Linked DNA regions of Mus musculus: region 1 is linked to region 2. The links are chromatin contacts, called in public promoter capture Hi-C maps. All regions are on one chromosome and are shown on one strand. Each heading gives the region's core, a stretch centred on a gene start, on an enhancer-like site or on the middle of the called end of the contact. The rest is flanking DNA. Distances are from core to core; before and after follow the strand shown. Region 1 holds the start of Acer3 (alkaline ceramidase 3). Region 2 holds the start of Myo7a (myosin VIIA).

Evidence for each region. Promoter capture Hi-C pulls out the DNA fragments that hold promoters and counts their contacts.
Region 1: a promoter capture Hi-C map of 3T3-L1-derived adipocytes shows a contact between it and region 2, with 3 times the contacts expected there. The contact joins the promoter of Acer3 here to the promoter of Myo7a in region 2. A contact is called at or near these places in 5 of 39 promoter capture datasets (3T3-L1-derived adipocytes, the HPC-7 cell line, HPC-7-derived erythroid cells and 2 more), 1 of 484 Hi-C or Micro-C datasets (the HPC-7 cell line), 3 of 115 datasets of contacts at active chromatin or transcription factors (CD8 T cells, memory CD8 T cells and pancreatic cancer cells) and 3 of 9 other capture datasets (adipose tissue, liver and pancreatic islet).

What each region holds. Positions count from the first base shown.
Region 1 is chr7:98,307,484-98,313,187 of GRCm38.p6, forward strand. Acer3 (alkaline ceramidase 3) reads right to left here and starts at 2,059. Exons shown (of 11, transcript NM_025408.3): 1 at 1,865-2,059. The coding sequence starts at 1,967.
Region 2 is chr7:98,116,069-98,122,210 of GRCm38.p6, forward strand. Myo7a (myosin VIIA) reads right to left here and starts at 3,425. Exons shown (of 49, transcript NM_008663.2): 1 at 3,208-3,425; 2 at 1,648-1,707. The coding sequence starts at 1,665. Capn5 (calpain 5) reads right to left here. Exons shown (of 13, transcript NM_007602.4): 13 at 5,491-6,142.

The DNA of each region.
Region 1 (5,704 bases), core at 809-3,308, 190 kb after region 2:
TTGATTGCTATGTCTAAACCTTCCTACAGTCTACTTAGTTTCCTTTTCTGAGGACATGAAGAAGTAAACCATTTCCCATTTCTCAGAGCTATTTGACAAAACACTAGTATCTTCCTCTCTCACAGTTCAACTGTTCTCACATGACTCAACTGCCAGTTTTCTCTTTTGATTCTAATCTAAAACCTTGGTTCTAAACCAAAAGTTTTTATTACTAATGTAGATTAATAAAACTGCAAAAGGCTAGTACCTTTACTACACGATTCCTTCCTAAAATAAATGACTTAAGTGAGCGATGGCTATTTTAGCACTTTCAATGACAAATGGCTCTTGCTCTTACCCCCATGCCAACTTGTCCCATGCCAATATCACTGCTTAGAAAGTTTTGTCTTATGAAACAAAAATCTTTCCCCTTGCAGTTATTTTATTCTATCCACTGCACCTAATTCTACAATCTAGAGAAAGTGAATGAACTCCAAGCCCATCCAATATTTGAAGACCCCAAGAGAAAAAAAAATAAAAAGCTACATACTTCCAACTTAAAGAACATGATTTTAAGTCTCCCTGGCGGTCATGAGCCTCTGGTATTCTTGCCAAAACTGTCTAAAAACTAACAGGCAAAGTGCTTCCTTTGCCAATGTTTGGGTTGCCAAGTAATTACCCTATAAATGATCCCCTTTGCCCATTTTCTCCTTTACTGTATAAAAACTATTTATTTAAACTAGTGGTTCTGACACTCAGCCTAAATCATGGCCTCAAGGGCATGGGACTAACGTCCTGAAAAACTACAAGACTTTCTCATCTGGCCTGAAACTCGTCCTCCAAAAGAACTTAAGTACAGAACGTTAGCTAAGAGTTTTGCCTCACGGCCTAATAAAGTGGATCCATTCAAAAGAAGGCAGTAGCAACCAAAGACTATTCTCTGTTCCTTGCCAGAAACCAAAAAAGGACGTGTTCTCAAAAGCTAACCAAAGCGGATGGAAGAAGTGGCTGATTTCTTTCTTGCCTGGTTGGAATAATTATGTAGAAAACACAAACACACACACACACAAACACACACACCCCGAGAAAACCCTAATCTGGCTAGTAATGCTGGTCTCCAGGAGCAGCAAATCGTGAACTCTAAAAGTGCTTTCATAGAAATAAGTGTCCTCAGATGACCACTAGCCCCTAGAAAGTCTGATAAGCTAGATGCAGTGGGGAAGCAGGGAGAGGTAGTCTCTTGGGAGAGCAGCTGAGGAAAGTAGTGACTAGGTGCTCTGGCTACCACCTCTGGGACAAGAGGAACAGTGATCTCTAGAAGAAGGCAGCGGGTAGGGATGGCAATAGGAGTGAGAATGGGGGTGGAGGCTCCGGCATTGAGAAACGGTAACTGTCTCCTGGAAGTGAGTGGTCTACCGAGAACGGACAGATGAAGGGAAGGCCCCTGAAGAGTATTCCCGGATTGAGGGTGGATGAAGCCAGTGAGCGTCCCCTTCTCTGTGCCCGGCTGGCTGAGGCCGGGTAGCAGCATTCGGGCCCTCCCGGCAGAGACCTCCTCAGCCCCGAGCGACTTCAGGGCGGGCAGTGGCCGGCCTGGCAGCGGCCGCGCTCAGGTAAGAACTCCTATTCCCAGCGGCGCGCCTCACGCTCTCATCCGAGGTCCGGGCGCGGCTCGTACGTCCCTTTCGTCCCCAACCTGAAGGCCCCCAGAAGCCAGTCCAGGCACCACTGGCGGCCACGTCGGCTCCCCGGCTTCCCACGGCCGCGCACGCCTAGCTGCCGCTCGCGGGCCCGGCCTGGAGCCTACCCTCGCCGCCAGGTTCGCCCTCCGCGTTCTCCCACACGTCTCCCCTCGGCGCGCGCCCTCGCCTCAGGCTCCACTCACAGAACTCAGCGACGAACAAGGTCACCACATAGTTCTCCTCACACCAGTCCAATGTGGAGGTCGTGGGGCCCCAATAGCCTTTGCGGTCCACAGCCGGAGCCATCGCGCTGACGCCCCACACACCCTGCTCAGCCGCTCTCGGGCCGGCTCAGGCAAAGCGCGCTCTCCGGCTTCCTCCTCCCTTACCCAAAGGGCAGGGGCGGGGCTAGAGCCGTCACTGAACCTGCCCAGAGGCAGGCCCCGCCCACCGAGCCTCTGGCCCGTCCCGCTCCCTGCCCAGTCCCACCCACCGCTCCCGGGGCAGGCGCAAATGACCCATCCTGATCGTGCGGGGCTGATCTGTAGCTCTTGGACCCTGGGTGGGAATCCGGAGAAGTGGGAGAGGTTGTTATCAGCCAGAGGAGTTAGGGAAAGGGGCGGGGGGAACCCGGCCGACCCCGACGTGAGGGTGAAGTAAGTTGGGAGGCTTCCAGGACCCACTTTTCCGTCAGGATGGGACCAAGCCTCTATTAGTGTGAGGGCAGTCTGTTTTAATTGGGGCAAGAATGAGAAGAAACCTTTCTCTGTCAAGATTAAACTTGCACAATGAGACACCTCAGTGTCTAACTCAGACCACGGACCTCCAACGAGGGAGGAGACTAGTAACAACACCCCCAGGCAGCTCCAGAGATACCCAGGAAGTCATTCTGAGTGAAAGGGACAAGTCAGAATGTACAGAACAAAAACCAGGTATTAGGATCCTTTAAAAGTATACACTGAGGGGCTCCGCTGTTAGGACCGTTGACTGGACTTCCAGAGGTCCTGAGTTCAATTTCCAGCAACCATATGGTGTCTCACAACCATCTGTAATAAGAACCAATGCCCTCTTCTGGTGTGTCTGAAGGCAGCTACAGTGTACCCACATACAACAAATAAATAAATAAATAAATAAATAAGCAAACAAACAAACAAATCTTTTCTTAAAAAAAAAAAAAAACGTGTACACTGAGTAAAGTACTAAAAAGTCTGTGGCTTCCCTTTAGGCCATGCACAGCATTTTCTGCCTCTTTAGTGAGCTTTTCTCCCTTGTCACCTCCACACTGGGCTATTAAAGTCCGTGAGATGGCTCAACGGGTTTGGCTAAAGGCACTTACCATGCAAGCCTGGCAGGCTGAACCTGATCTCAAGAACCCATGTAAAATACAAGGAGAGAACCGACTTCATAAAGTTGCCCCCAGACCTCCGTACAGGCAACATAGCACACGTGTCTACACACACACACACACTGGGGGGGGGGCATAATAATAATAATAATAATAATAATAAGAAGAAGAAGAAGAAGAAGAAGAAGAAGAAGAAGTAAAAACTTAAAAAATAATGGATACATCCTGCTGCCTTTTGTGTTCAGCTCCATCAAACTTTCCCCCTGCTATGAAGATGCCGACTCTCCCACTTTTGTTTAAAATTTTGCTCCTTGAAGACCTCCCTGGCTTTCACACCTGAGAGCCTTTTGTCCTTCCTTCGTATCCCACACTCATGACACCATGAATAGAGACACTTCCCATACTTTGTGAGCCAGCCTGCAAGATTCTGCCTGGCCACACTGTGCAGAACAGGGATATACAATTGTTATTTTCTAAATGAGTCTGGTGAGCTGCAACCAAAGGGGAGGGGGCCAGAGATGTGCATCATTATTCACAATTGGATGTCATTCAAATAGGTTTAGCAGAGGTGAACCATTGAAAGTCAAGGTACATCTGTATTTGCTTTAAATATGTGATATATATATATATATCACATTAGTTAAGCTAGACAGTGGTGGCTCATGCCTTTAATCCCAGCACTCTCAAAAAGCAGAGGCAGGCAGATCTCTGAGTTCAAACCCAGCTGGGCCTATAGAGTGAACTCTAAGAAAGCCAGGACTATGTAGAGAAACAGTCTCAAAAAATGTTTTATTAATTTATTTTTTATTTTGTGTGTGTAAGTGCTTTGCTTGTATGTATCTGTGCATGTATTCCCCAAGGAGACCAGAGAGGGCATCAAATTCTCCAACTGGAGTTACAGTTAGTTGTGAGCTGCCAAATGGTGCTGGAAATTCAACTCAGGTTCTCCGGAAGAGCAGCCAGCTCTCTAACCACTAAGCTTGCTCTTCAGCTCCTATATTCACTTTTCAACTAACCCCAGCTTTGAAAGCTTTCAACAGACGACTACTTCCCAAAATGACAAAGAAGTCCATTCAGCAGTATGTTTGGTTTTGCTTTGTTTCTCTCCATGGAAAACGAATGACACTTGAAGTTTACCTCTGGCCTGCATACACACACTCATGCACATGTATCAGCACACACACGAACACTCACAGAAGATCATATTATGTGGGAACTGGCGAAAATGAACTGGATGTCTACTGGAAACCAAGACTTGAGCTCAAGGGTGGGAAGGCAACCGTAGGAGAGCAACACTTCTGTATTTTTAACTGCCAAAATGAAACGCAACAAGACACCCTAACGAGGGAAGCTACCAAACTAGTATTGTAACAAATGCTTAATAAACATCTATCACCTATCAGATAGTGTGATAGGCAATAGAAGAGTTCAAAGCAGACTTACATATCCCATGGATCCAAATGGCTGTAACAACCCTAGTACCTAACGCACCCTGCTCCTAAATAATTTTGAAATCTAACAGTCCTATAACTCAAGTACTGTTTTGATCAATATGCTGAAACTGACCTGGCGAACTAAAATTACCTCCCTAGGACACCTGGATAATAGCTGGGACCCTAGGCAATCTAATGAGAGGGTCACGTTTGTATCTCTTGTGCCTAGCTGGTCCTCTAGGAGCTCAGAGGAAGGAGGTCTGAGCTGAGCTGACAAGGAGATTGTAGGCTAAGGACCAGCACTGTGGTGGGTTCACTTTCCACCTGGTATGGAGAAATAAGGCCTGGCAGATCTGTAGGAACAATTCCATTTGAAGCCCAAAGAATCTTAAGCAAGAACCTGATGTAGGTACATTTGCCAAAAAAAGGGCAGATAACATTGATGTGGATACATTTCTGAAGGGAGGGCAGATAACATTGATGGGATACGTTTGTTGGAGGAAGGGCAGATCAACATAACTGGGCAAGACCTGAAGCTCTTGAACTGGTGAAACACACTATTGATGAAGAACACATTTCCCAGATCCTCGACATATAGAACTCAGTAGGATTTGTAAGCAACTTTAAGAAAGGGTTAAGGGGGAGGGACAAGATGAAGAGTTGGGCGCTAGCCATTCCCATCTGCTGGGCAAAGCAGAAATTGACTCTGGGTGCTATGAGTTGGACAGTCTGTAAGAGAATGTGTGGAGAGACATTTCTGGGCAAGAAAACAACATGCAAGGGCTTGAAAGGGCAAGAGAAAGGCAAACAGAAGGAGGCACTTAGAGTGCTGTGCTTGTGTGCAGAGGTGGGGGCAGGGGAAGAATGACCATCAGCCAAAGGATTGAGAGCTCTGGCCTGATGCACCCTTACTGTGTGCATCCCAGCAAAAACAAAGTGGGCAGGGGGAATGGTGAGGTGAATGTCCAAACGTCTGTGATAGGCAGGTCATGTTTCCAGGTTTGGAGGGGAGGAAAATCAGGCAAGTCGAAGGGCTGTGGCAATAACTTCAATGAAGACTGTCTAGGTCTCATTAAATTGCACCATAGCCCCAGGCTGCTCTTCCACCAGCTTTTCTTCCACAAGCTTTTCAGGCGGGAAACCCAGGGCTCATTGATTCATGAGAAACAAAGGGGAGCAGAGGTTTCCAGATCAGCACCTGAGCCCCACATGTGCCAGCTGGGAGGTAATCACTACACAGGACCAGAGCCAGCAAAGCTTTGCTT
Region 2 (6,142 bases), core at 2,175-4,674:
CGGGAACACGGCACAGCACCGTTATCAGAAGGTATGTGGCAGCTGACCTCTGTGGACTTCTATGCTAAGCCGAGGCTGGACAGTTCTATTAGCAGGACATGATACTCTCAACCCTCCTACCATCAGCCCTTTGCAAAGTGATGGCAGCAATTAGCCTACAGCTTCATAGATGGAAAGCCAAGGCCAGGAGTCCAGCTTAGCTCTTGCATCTAAATGGTGCTCTTAGCTGGGCAACCCTCGGTACCCAACCCCAAGTCACAGGGGCCTGGTTCCCAGCAGGGAAGCTGAGGAGCAAGAGGAGGCTACCCTTGTTTCTAGTACTCTATTCGGGTCCAGGAATTCAGAGGAGACATGATCTCCAGGGTCACTGGAGCAAAGAGTCTCCCCAAAAATAGGCTGAGGCCTGGGAGGATGTAGGCAGCAGGAGGGGGAAGCAAAGGTCAGGGGAGGGAGCAGAGGGTGAGACCGGCAGGAGTGAGCGGCAGGCAGAAAAGGCAACAGAGTCTGGCAGTTCAGGGATTACAGCACAGGTCAGAAGGGACCTGGATGGGCAGCTCAAGGTCCCCCCCAGCATCATCCAAATCCAGAGCCTGCTGAGCCGGTCAGCACCTATGGCCGGGGCACCGTGGAGGATGAGAGATGTAATAGAAAGGTATGTCCCACTTGAAAATGGGTAGAGCCACCATTCACTTAAAGATCCACTACCAAAACAGTCCCTGCAAGACGAAGCTTGCCACCATTCACAGATAGTCAGAAGCAAACAGTCCAGGGGAAAAGAAGTCCAGTCAGGTAGAGGCTCTGGGGAACACCCCTGAGGCCTGTGGGGACCCTGGATCCTCCTTCTGGGGGGTGTCTGTGTGAATCACCACCCATCAGCCCCTTTTAGCCTGGCTTTGGCTTTCTCTGATGGGCCATCAAGCAAGCTTTCAGTCCCTGAATTTTTTCCTGATCTAGAGCTATAGCCTGCCTTTAACACATGGGCCCTGTGCAGCCTTGGGGTTTCCAGCCAGGCTGCTCCGTTGGCCTCTCATAGCCTGAGACAACAGGAAACTCGTGGCTGAGCCCCAGTAGCACCCGGCTTCTCAGCCCAAAGGCTCTGTGCCCGGCCCATCTGGCGCACTGCCTACATTCCTGGCTCCCACATTGGAGACCAAGAAGTTCATGAGTCTCAGGCTGATCACGGGGAAGGGCTGAGGGTCAGAGACCAGAATGGCTCTGGGGAGTAGGGGGCCTGGAAGGCTCAGCTGATGGGCAGCACCTGTGCCTCTTCCCTGGGGAGCTCCAGCTTGGGCCCTGTCACCCTGACTCACTTCTGCCCAGGTCCCCCCTAAGCAAACTTGCTAACTGCTTCCCCAAAGACCTTCTACACTGGGGCCGTTGCATGTGCTTCCTCTGTCTGGAATGTCTGGGACTGGGGGATGAATCATCACTCCTGCCCAGAGACACGTGTCAGCAACCAAAGAAGCCGTGGTGGCAGAGGTGGGAATTCTCACGGCTGGGTTCTGAAGACTAAGTAGGAGTTTGCCAAGAGGAAGAACTGGAATCCGTTTCCAATGGCTAAGCACATAGAGAGGAGGACATGCAGGGTGGGATGTGAGGTACCCAGCATGGCCCTCTGCAGCTCTGAGAGAGAGGAGACGCACTCACCTTCTGCAGAATAACCATGCTTCTACGTCAGCACACCTGCCGGAGTGACCAGACACAGCTCTGTGGGAAGAGACCATGGCACGCCCTGAGCCCAGGCAGCTTGGATCTGCAGGGCCACCTAGACTCCTCCCCAACCCCACCCCTACCCCTCCTCCCTCACGGAAATCTTTCTTGGTTTCCATCCTTCTGATTAAAGCTCAGTCTATGTGACCAGAGCCTCAGTTACCGTCACCACCTCCACTGCCCAAAGCTGCCCTCGTCATCCCAAAGGGCTTTGAAAGGAGTGTAGTCAGCCCTGTACCAGACATCAGCGTGAGGGGTGGGCTGTGCTGGGACAGGGACTAATGTCCTGAGGCTGCCCAAAGTTCAGAGAAGGACTATCTCTTACCCAAGGTCACACAGCAGGGCAGGGAAGACTTGGCACTAAGTAAGATTTGGACTCTGCTCCTGGTTCAGGACTGCTTTAGGAGTTTTAGGACACATGGCAGAATGATCTAACACCTGTTCGTGGCCCTCATCTCTTACCTCATCCAGCACAGAGCTGGACCCAGGAATAGGCTCGAGATGGATTTGCTGCCTCGAGTGTGGTCACCAGAAGCAGCCCCAGCCCATAGGTCTTGGTGTGAGGCCCCTCCATCCCTGCCTGGCCTGCCCCTCGAGTGAGCATTAAGTTTTCACAAGGGTCCATTCAGAGGCACTGGGACATCTGATCCTCTGCCCACGACACTGCCTGACACCTGAGCCCTGACCCCACGCCCTGGGTCTCTATGGGCATATGGTCCTTCGGGAGACCTACACCACGCTGGGGTCCTGGCAGGGGGATAATCCCAAAGGCAGCAGCAGTAGTTATGAGAGCTGGCGTCTGAAGAGGCTGCCTGGCCCCTGCCTCACTCATGCTGGTACAAGGCTGCAGGACAGACTGGGACTGTAGACTTGGAGGGTAGAGCTGAAGACCCATGGAAAAGCTCAGGTCTCTTCTACCCCATGCATGAGGCTCTACCTCTCCATCCCAGACTAGACTAGTGTGTAAGACTGTTGCTTTTCAAATTGAGAACAAAGAACCATAGTTTTTTGTTTTGTTTTGTTTTTTTCCCTAGACCCACAACTGATTTTACCTTGACCCCTGGGCAACCCCAGATGGTAACCTTCATGTTCTTGGGTCACGGATAGAGAATGTAAGGCACACAAAGAAGAAACAACGTGTGCAAGGAGAGATAGATTATCAGGGAGATGACCAAAAGACCAAGCAGAGAGAGGCATCCACACTTGCCCCCCCAGCCTCCACTCCCATCTTTCACCCCTGCCTCTGGATACCCCTGACCCAGCTCCAACCCGGAAACAACTCCACAGGCCCTGTGCTCTTCAGCTATTCCCTCATCTAGGGCATAAGCCTCCATGTGCACGGCTCGGGGCATTTTCTTTCCATGCCTATGGTGGCAAGGCCCCTGTAGGTTCAGGGGAGTCCAGTCCCAGGAACCTAAGGGCAGAGGCTCCAGAGGAGGCCCCAGCCTGTAACTCCTCCCCAGTCCAAAAGTTCCAGCCAGGGCAGCCCATCCTTACCTGGGTTTTATCCACACCCTCCGAGTCACCACCTCCCAGCCAGGAGCCAGGGGTCACAGGTCAGGAGGACTCTGGAAGCTGAGGCTGGAGCCTGCAAATTTTCAGCTCCAGCTTGAGCCTTGATCTGCTGCTGCTGTGGGCTTCCCTTGGGCTACTCTGTTTCTTGTCTCCCTGGGTCACTCTTTCTTTCTGTTCAGGGCAGCTGTCCAGCCTGCACTGCCACCCGCCCTCTCCCTCCAAAGCCTTCTCCCAGGAGGCGGAGCCCTGGGGGCCTCGAAGGTCTGGATGTGGTGACATCAGCATGAGGGGCGGGCTGTGCTGGGGCTGCTGACTAACGTCTAGAGGTTGCCCAAGGTGCTGTGTAAAGCTAACCAGCAGGGATGCAAGGCATAGAAGCTCCAGGGGGCACTGCTGGCCAGTGGGAACCTCGGGCCTGGGGCCAACCATCAGGACCTCAGGGTCTCTTGTCACATGTGTTACTACCTGCCATCTCTGCATGGTTAGGACACCTGATCACGTCCCATCTTCCTCATGATTTTGCTGGGTCTCAGTTCCCAGTAGCCTCCCCTGCTCACCCAGCTTCCCTCGTCAGGGCACTACTAGAGACCATATAAATGAGCAGGCTTGGCAATACCTGGAGCCTTGGCTGGACACAACATCCAAACCAGGACTCCCCAAGATGCACCCCACCCCCAGGCTCTACAACTGGCCCCCACAGCCTGTCCTAGGAGTCTTGAGTGTGCTGTTATCCAGACAGTTTGCAAAGCCACCTGAGTAGGAGCCACCTCACGCAGGACAGACTTACCCGGTGTGTGTGTGTGTGTGTGTGTGTGTGTGTGTGTGTGTGTGTGTGTGTGATTTAAATGTGTGATTTAAAAAAGGGAGTGGGTGGGAATGAACAGGACACAAATACTCATCATGGTAGATGAGGAAGGAGGCTGAAGGACTCCTCTTCCTCTTCCTCCTCCTCCTCCTCCTCCTCCTCCTCCTGAGACCTGGCCCCTTCTTCTGCCCACACTTGCCAGCTGGGACATCTACTCAGGAAAGCTGCTTTTCGGTGGGGGTGGGTGGGTTAAGGTGGGGAGGGGAATAGGGTGGGGTGGAATCTATAGTGGTATGGAGTGGGGAGAATCAATGGTGCAATGGTGCCACCTGCTGGGCACAGCCAACTGCTACAAGACTAAGGAAAAGCCGGTCAACTTCCTCATACCAGGGTGCCACAGTGAGACCAGGGTCCAAGGTTGACTTGCACCCAACGCAGCCTTCACCTACGAAACTGATACTTATGAGTCAGGTGAGTAGCATGAGCCTACACAGAGTGGGAGAGACACAGGTTGGAGCATCCAGAGCCCAATCGACAAGGCGGCAACTGGGGCAGGTGTGCTTCGTTGAGGCTGAGGTGCATGCTGGGAAGGCAGTGGGTGGGTGAGAAAGTGGTCTCAGAACCATAACGGAGACATTTCCTCAGCACCCAAACTCGGCTAAGCAGGTCACCCGATCGGAGAAACCTAGAAATCCATGCTTGTTTTCCCCAAAACAAACCACCTGAGATGGTGTGTGTCCTTACCACCTCATGCTCCACCGTACCTCTCCAGGTTCTGCCTGTTTTCTGCCCTATCCAGAAGGGGCACTGGTTTCTGGCACCTGAGCCTCTTAAGGGCACCACATCTGAACCACTGCAGAACTGGTCTTAGTTCATACAACCCTCGCCCCTTCAAATCCAATCTATCGTCGTATTCCATCATTTCGTTTTCCACAACCCGACCCAGCTTCTACCCGTGGCCCTGCCCATAAATTCCTAGCTCTAGCTACCGCACCTTCCCAGGATCTCTGCTCTGCCACCTCCGTCTGTGGCCTGCATGTAAGTCTCTCCTCTCCACTAGAACAGGGCACAGATCTTGAACTCAGAGACTAAGAGTCAGCTCCTAGGGACACTGCTTATCAAGGACACTACAGTACTTCGATCAGACATGATTTGTACATTTTCCCCAGTTGCTGGAAGGCTGCTGCAGAGCAGGAACTGTGTGCCCCCATGTCCCCAGGGCCTGAGATGGGCAGAGCTCAGCAAAGCCAGCCCCACACTGACTGGAAGCAGGGAACCTGAAGGATTCCACAGAGCTGGGCTCTGACTCACTAGGTAACCAGCAAGGCCAGCTTTTATCTGTGATTCCCAAGGCCTTCCTTGCTCATCCTTCTGACCAGAGGTCAGCTACCCATTGTGCCCTCTGTCTTTACCCTTGTGTGTGGGGGGGTGCGGGGTACGGGAAAAATGAAACAGACAGATCCCTCTAGAGCGGCAGTAATATTTATTCTGAGAAGATAACAGAGTTCCTTTCCCTTGACCCCAGGGCATTGTGGCCTGGAGGAGTGAAGGCCAGGCCCTGTTGGTTCACGTAGAATACACTGTAGGGCTGATCTCCTGCAATTGGAAGACTACAAGGCCTCCTGGGTGCAAACGATAAATGAAGCCACGGCTATCCCTGCTCCACCCTGTCCTCCCTTGTCCAGTCTTCAAGGCTTCTTGGGGACCGGAAGTTCCTTCACAGCCAGGAGCCAGCCTGGCCTAGCTTAAGAGAGAGGAAGCAAGAACAGGGCTGCTGACCCAGTTCTGCTAGAAGTGGGAGGCAGTGGCTAGATGCCAGGTGAAGCATCGACTCGTCTGCTACTTGGTCCCTGCTCGCCCTGTGCCTCAGAGGGATATGGCTGAGCTAAGACCCCTATGTCAGGCCCTGAGACCCAAGATCGTGAGGCTCACCCTCCCTTCTTGACTGCAGTCTTGGTCTGCAATAGCCATCGAGAAGTGAAGTGATCATGTGACCGTGCGGAGTGTATGATAGACTGATACACAGCGGAAGTGGTGTGGCCTTGCTCTTATCCTTGTAAGAGTCCCTCACAAACAGGAGTCTCGAGCCCCATGCTACAGAGGGAGGAAACG